Regions from separate parts of the Mus musculus genome. Here region 1 is linked to region 2. The links are chromatin contacts, called in public HiChIP or PLAC-seq maps. All regions are on one chromosome and are shown on one strand. The core of a region is the stretch at or near the end of the contact, and the rest is flanking DNA. Distances in the headings are between cores, read along the strand shown. Region 1 holds the start of Rpf2 (ribosome production factor 2 homolog). Region 2 overlaps Slc16a10 (solute carrier family 16 (monocarboxylic acid transporters), member 10).

Evidence for each region. HiChIP or PLAC-seq counts read pairs in DNA pulled down with a chosen protein or histone mark.
Region 1: a contact with region 2 is called in an H3K4me3 HiChIP or PLAC-seq map of the SCID.adh cell line, with 13 read pairs. The contact joins the promoter of Rpf2 here to the enhancer-like site in region 2. A contact is called at or near these places in 11 of 39 promoter capture datasets (the 3T3-L1 cell line, 3T3-L1-derived adipocytes, the HPC-7 cell line and 6 more), 1 of 15 datasets of contacts at CTCF or cohesin (the NIH/3T3 cell line), 22 of 484 Hi-C or Micro-C datasets (the Ba/F3 cell line, DN3 thymocytes, the G1E-ER4 cell line and 12 more), 29 of 115 datasets of contacts at active chromatin or transcription factors (the 230-238 cell line, DN3 thymocytes, the HPC-7 cell line and 23 more) and 4 of 9 other capture datasets (adipose tissue, embryonic stem cells, liver and 1 more).

What each region holds. Positions count from the first base shown.
Region 1 is chr10:40,245,706-40,248,405 of GRCm38.p6, reverse strand. It overlaps Rpf2 (ribosome production factor 2 homolog), which reads left to right and starts at 1,367. Exons shown (of 10, transcript NM_023323.3): 1 at 1,367-1,453. The coding sequence starts at 1,431. It overlaps Gtf3c6 (general transcription factor IIIC, polypeptide 6, alpha), which reads left to right. Exons shown (of 6, transcript NM_026113.5): 6 at 1-705.
Region 2 is chr10:40,051,893-40,054,805 of GRCm38.p6, reverse strand. All of the region lies in intron 4 of Slc16a10 (solute carrier family 16 (monocarboxylic acid transporters), member 10), which reads left to right. Among named protein-coding and RNA genes, the nearest start is that of Mfsd4b1, 28 kb to the right of the region's middle. Within about 2 kb of position 1,280, at least 23 of the 459 cell types and tissues checked have an H3K27ac peak or open chromatin away from gene starts, as enhancers often do. A contact at or near this core is called in 3T3-L1-derived adipocytes, the G1E-ER4 cell line, the SCID.adh cell line and 1 more, where this site is marked.

The DNA.
Region 1 (2,700 bases), core at 118-2,617, 190 kb before region 2:
GGAAAAGGAGTTTGTTTACCAGATGGATTTATTGCTTATTTATTTTGAGACAGTGTCTTAAATAGTCCGGTCAGACTTGGACAGGAGTTTGTGCCTAGGACGGTGTATATAGTTAAGTGCTATACCACTGAGACTGCCCAGGTAGCTCCAGCCAGGCCTTTAAAGCTATTTAGAAGCCACCTTCCTAACTTGCCATTATCCATCCCAATATGCAAAAAGATGGATTTCCTGGAATGGCAGGACATGCCTTTAATCTTGGTAGGCTATGCATTTAGTTCCAGTGGTCCATAGGGAAAGGCAGCATCTCAGGTTCTACACCAGCACGGTCAACAGCTCTATGCCAGCACTGGCTGCATTTCAAGATCCTCACCCCAAAACAGAGCACACAAATGCACAGACCTTGCAATGGTAAATTAGGTCACTTGTGGTGGCAAATGACTGTAATTTTTGTCACTCAAGTGGCAGAAACAACACAGAATTCAAGATCCCGGTGATCTATATAGCAAGTTACAGGCCAGAGAAAGTGATGTAGAGAAACCCTGTCTCAAAACAAAACTCAAAATTTAATAAAGTCAGACCCAAGACTGCACACTATGAGATTCAATTCATACTATGTACAGCAGACTAGGCAATTCCAGGCAACACCGTGCCACTCGTGGATGGGTATGTGAGCTCTTTGAAGTAATAAAAGTATATTGCATGAGATAATAGTTGATGGTTGCATCTAAATCCCTACACAGCCTGATCTTCCAGCCTTCCTTTCTAAAGTACTGAGATGCCAGGACTGCAGCCCAATGCTGAGTTCTTTGATGTGTGTGTGTGTGCGCGTGCACCTCATTGTGGAGTGGAGGTTGAATTTTTAATTTTCAATTCTGCCCTCTCCTCCCCCAATGCTGGTGTTACTGCCTTCACGGCTGTGCTGGCTTCAGTGGCTTTGTGAAGGCACCCAAACCAATGAATTGTACACATTACCAGGTGTATTTTATATAACTATATGCAAGTTATATGACTGAGACTTGAGAGAAAGTCACGATGAGCAGTATTCTTCGTGTATCTTTCATGTAGAAGGCGAGGGGTTAATCAAGCTGCTTCAACTGCTCTCCCAGTTAATGGCGTCCTTTTCATAGCAGTACTTTTGGTAACTGAGTACCGTACCTCCAACCTTTCTAGCATTCTGGTTATTTCCCTGAAAAGGAACACTTGCCTCCCAAATCCTCGACTAAGTCGTTTACTTTCCGGAGAACAATCAAACAACGTTCCGTAACCAAGGGAGACGGAACGCCATGCCTTCCCAAAATGGCCGCCAGCGCGGACAGCCGGGCTGTCCATTGAAGTGGTATTTCGCACTTCCGGCACCGTCTCTTCCGGCGCTCGCGGCGGCTTCCCGGAAGTAATCGGTACACGTGCATTCGCTAAGGGATCTTGCAGCTATGGATGCTTTGGACAAAGTTCTGTAAGTGTGTGGGGCGCGATGGCGTGGGGGCGAGTCTCCCGTGACCTCCGACGCGGTCTTCCCGCTGTCGCTCTTTCCGGTCGTGCTTTGCTAGTGGTCCCTGGGAAGGAGTCGGCTCGGCCGATTCTCCGTCCCGAATCGCCGCTGGGGAAGCCGTGGTGGCAGACCGCGGGCGGTGGACTGGAGCGAGGGCGGACGCTGTGATCGGCTTATGACCTCGCCGCTGATAGATTCTGAGCTGTGAGAATGGTGGTGGCCTCGGAATCTGACAAGAACCAGGCGACAAACTGGACTCAAAGTTTTGTCACTCTGGGCATTTGAACAGCCCTAAATCAGTTTACCCTGTAAAAAATAGCTGTCACAACAGCCGTGTGTCATAGAACTGTAGAGAGCAGTGTTTGCCACAACAGGTACAAAATGGGAATTTTTCTTTTCCTTCCAACCTTGTACACTTCTGCATTTCCCTGAGTGATGGTTACGTTTGTTCAAAAAATACTTATTGAGTTCCCAAATGCTATTGCATTGGTTCTTACAGTTTTCTGCTACTTAAGTAAATATGTAGTGTAGACGACAGTTTCTTTTTAGTCATTAATGAATTTTGTGCACCTACTATGACTAACTAGTAAGGTGCTATTTATATTGATAACTGGTTAGTCAAATTGCATAAAGACACGGGCTGTAAAGTGTATAAAAACAGTGTGTGCCTTGATTTAACTCAATAAAATGTGTACATCTTTGACTGACTATTAAATGACTAACTTGGGTTTTTTTTTTTTTTGTTTGTTTGTTTTTTCGAGACGGGGTTTCTCTGTATAGCCCTGGCTATCCTGGAACTCACTCTGTAGACCAGGCTGGCCTTGAACTCAGAAATCTGCCTGCCTTTGCCTCCCAAGTGCTGGGATTAAAGGCATGTGTCACTACTGCTCAGCCTAACTTGGTTTTATACATGACATTTCATTGGAGGAGAATTTTTAAATTCTATGTGGGAAATTAAGGTGTATGCATATTTTGGGTTTTCTTTTATTTTTTTCTTTCTTTCCTCTCCCTTTCTCCTTCCTTTCCTTCCTCCCCTCCCTACCTCCCCTTTTCTTTCTCTCTCTCTTTCTCTCGCTCTCTTTTTGTCCCTCCTCCCTTCTTTTTTTTCTCTCTTTCTTCTTTCCCTACCTGTCCCAAGACTGGGAAATGGAGGGTTATTTTTATTTGAGAGAGGAGAAATTTTGTTCATAGAAAACTGTGAAAAGTATCAT
Region 2 (2,913 bases), core at 31-2,530:
CGAGATCTGTCGCTTGGCTAATGGTGGTTTCATCATCCTGTGAAATTAGAAACTCAGTAAATCCAAGGAAGACAGACTGTTTGTCTTTGCCACATTTGTGTATGGTACCTGTAAAACAGCCAAGTTGAGCTTGGAGCTCGTGGGTGGGTAGAAGCACTGTGGGACTTGAGCATTCAGGCTGCCAGGGAACTGCGAGGAAGGGACCAGGTTGGTAAGAAACATCTGGGAATAGAGTGCTCCTAGGGATATCAGGAACTAGTGGAGTGACTGAGTAAGAGGCCATCGGTGGCCACACAGATGAGTAAATGGGAATATAGGGAACCACATCCAAAGGACGGAAAAGGAGAGCCAGAAAGGGAGTGGAGGATTGATCATGACAAGTTGTGTGAGCAGTCTCATAAAAGGTGAAGTCTGGGAGCAGGAAAATACGTGGCACGGGTGTGCATTACAGATAAAGTACCTTCCCTTAGTCAGCTATAGTAATGCCTTGTACACGTTTAAGTAGTTACATTAGCAACACTGTGATGACCTAGATGATGAACGGAGTGTTCCACATGCACCATCTCCAGTCCTTGCCTGGCCCTTCAAGGAAGGCATAGTTCTTTGCTTCCACTTACAGATATGAACACTTGGGAACAGGGTCTGCCTTGCTGTGGGTCCAAGCAGACAGTCATGGGCCAGCATCTGTTACACAGCTAGAAGGAGGTGGAGACAGCGGCTGCCATCTGCCTCCTCCCACCAGTACTGGGAGTGAGATCCAGGCCTCGTTCATATTTATGTACTCTTATTAAATGTAGAGCCAAGTTGGGCACAGTGAAGCAGGCCTCAAATTCCAGCACTCGGGAGGCAGATGCAGGCAGATCTCCAAGTTCAGGGCTGGCTTGGTCTATGTAGTAAATTCTAGGACAACCAGGGCTATGTAGAGAGACCCTGTCTCAAAAGGGAGGGGTTTTGAAACAGCTCCATGAGTACAGCTATGGGCCTCAAACCTGATGGCCTGAGACTGATGCCCAGAATTTAGGGAAAGGAAGAAGGAAGAGCAGTACTCGACTAAGTTGTCCCTGGTCTCCACATGTGCTCTGTGGCACATACTACCCCCAACCCTACACACCCTGGGCAAGGCAGCTCACACCTGGATCCAGTACTCATGGGGCAGGGTTGCCAGCCATGCCAGGCCAGCCTGGCCTTCAGATTGAGACTCTGTCTCAAATAGTATGGAAGTCTTTATTTTACGACAGTCTTTCCACTCTTTATAATACTTCATTGTAGATAGACTTAACTAGCATTTTGCTGATCAGTTAGGTTTGTTTTCTAATGTCGAGATGCCCTCTTCTGGACATCTGTTGCACTGAAGACTTTCAGCTTTCATTTTGTAAAAATAATTCTGAATACTTCCTATGCTCTTAGACATTAGCCCAGGTAGAGTGGCACAAACAGGACAGACAGGGTCCCTGGGTTCTTAGCACAGCTCATAGCTGGGAAAAGTTAGGTGGTTTTAGACCTAGCAAAGGAGACTGGAATGGAGGAAGGTGGGAAGATGGGAAAGGGCAGTTATCCATGTCTTCAGAACCAAGATTGGAGATTTTACCTTACTGGAGAATGTTGGTATAGTTTTCAGTAATTTAGGGTTGGTAGCTAATTGGCCCACAACTGTCACACAAACATGTCCTGGTCTGCCTTGAACTTGTCTTGCGGTCTGGAAGGTGAGGAAGAAGCCAGCCATCTTGGAAATTTGCCACCTTTATTACCTACATATGGTCCCTCTCCTGCCTACTGAGGTGTTTGTCAAACTCCTAGTCCTCATATGGACAACATGTCCATATGTGTGGACTCAAGTGCCCTGGACTCTTGTGCTCATCCTGCGTGGGGTACAGAATGGGCTGAGGGTAGGAGGGCTCATGTTCATGTCCGGCTTCGTGTGTAAACTCTCTCTTCCTTTGAAAATGACAGTGTTGCTTAAGCTGTTTTTCATTTACTTATCACCAACATTTTACATGAGGGTATGGAGTTTACCAAATGTTTAGATAGAATCCAAGTACTTAACTCTGCCCAGACTGAATCAGAGGCCCTGCAGTCTCATTTCGGCTGGCACTGCTTTGTGTGGCCTGTTCTGTGCAGAAAGTCAGCCATGTTCCCTCACTCTCCTCCTGTATAGGAAGCACCTCCACAGCACTGCCGGCCCTCAGCGTCAGGAGCATCAGTCAGTCAGTGCCGGATGAACAGCCCTCGCCGCCTCTCCCGTGGCCACAGCCTGGTTTGGTTTGCAGCCTCCTGGCCAGAGGCTGTGACTGTCTGGAAACATTGTGTTAAGTAAGGGTGTTAAGGGCAGCAACTGAATCTGACTTGGTCAGATCAGTGATGGATCTGCCTGGAAGGATGCTTATGCTCGCTCAGGTGGAGCTTAGCTTCCCATGGAGCCCAGGGTCTGAGGAGAATAGGTCAGTGTTGTCTCTCCACAATGCTGTGCTTAGGAGAAGAAAAAAAAAGCTTGTGTAATGAAAAACTCATTTGTCTTCCAAACCAGGTTCCGGTATTGACAGATCAATATTTGTTCTGCATATTTGATATTTATTTGCAAATGATAAGGAAGTACTGATCCTCCTGTGTGGACCATTTATCAAACCTTGACATGTGCTTCCTGTGACCAGGAATCTCTGCACAAAAAGGACAAATATTTATTCCTCACAGCAGTTACATTCTGACCAGCTTGGACATAAACTCTACAGGGAACTAGCATTTTCCTCCCTTATCTCCTTAGTTACTGCCGAGGCAAAACACGGCTCTCAACTCAAAAAGAGTAATGTATTCTGGAGCTAAACATGAGTGACCGTGGTTCCAGAACATAGACTAGGTTAGTCCAAATTCCATGCTTCTAAGTGGGGATGTTTGGTGAGGTGTTTACCGCAGCGGAGC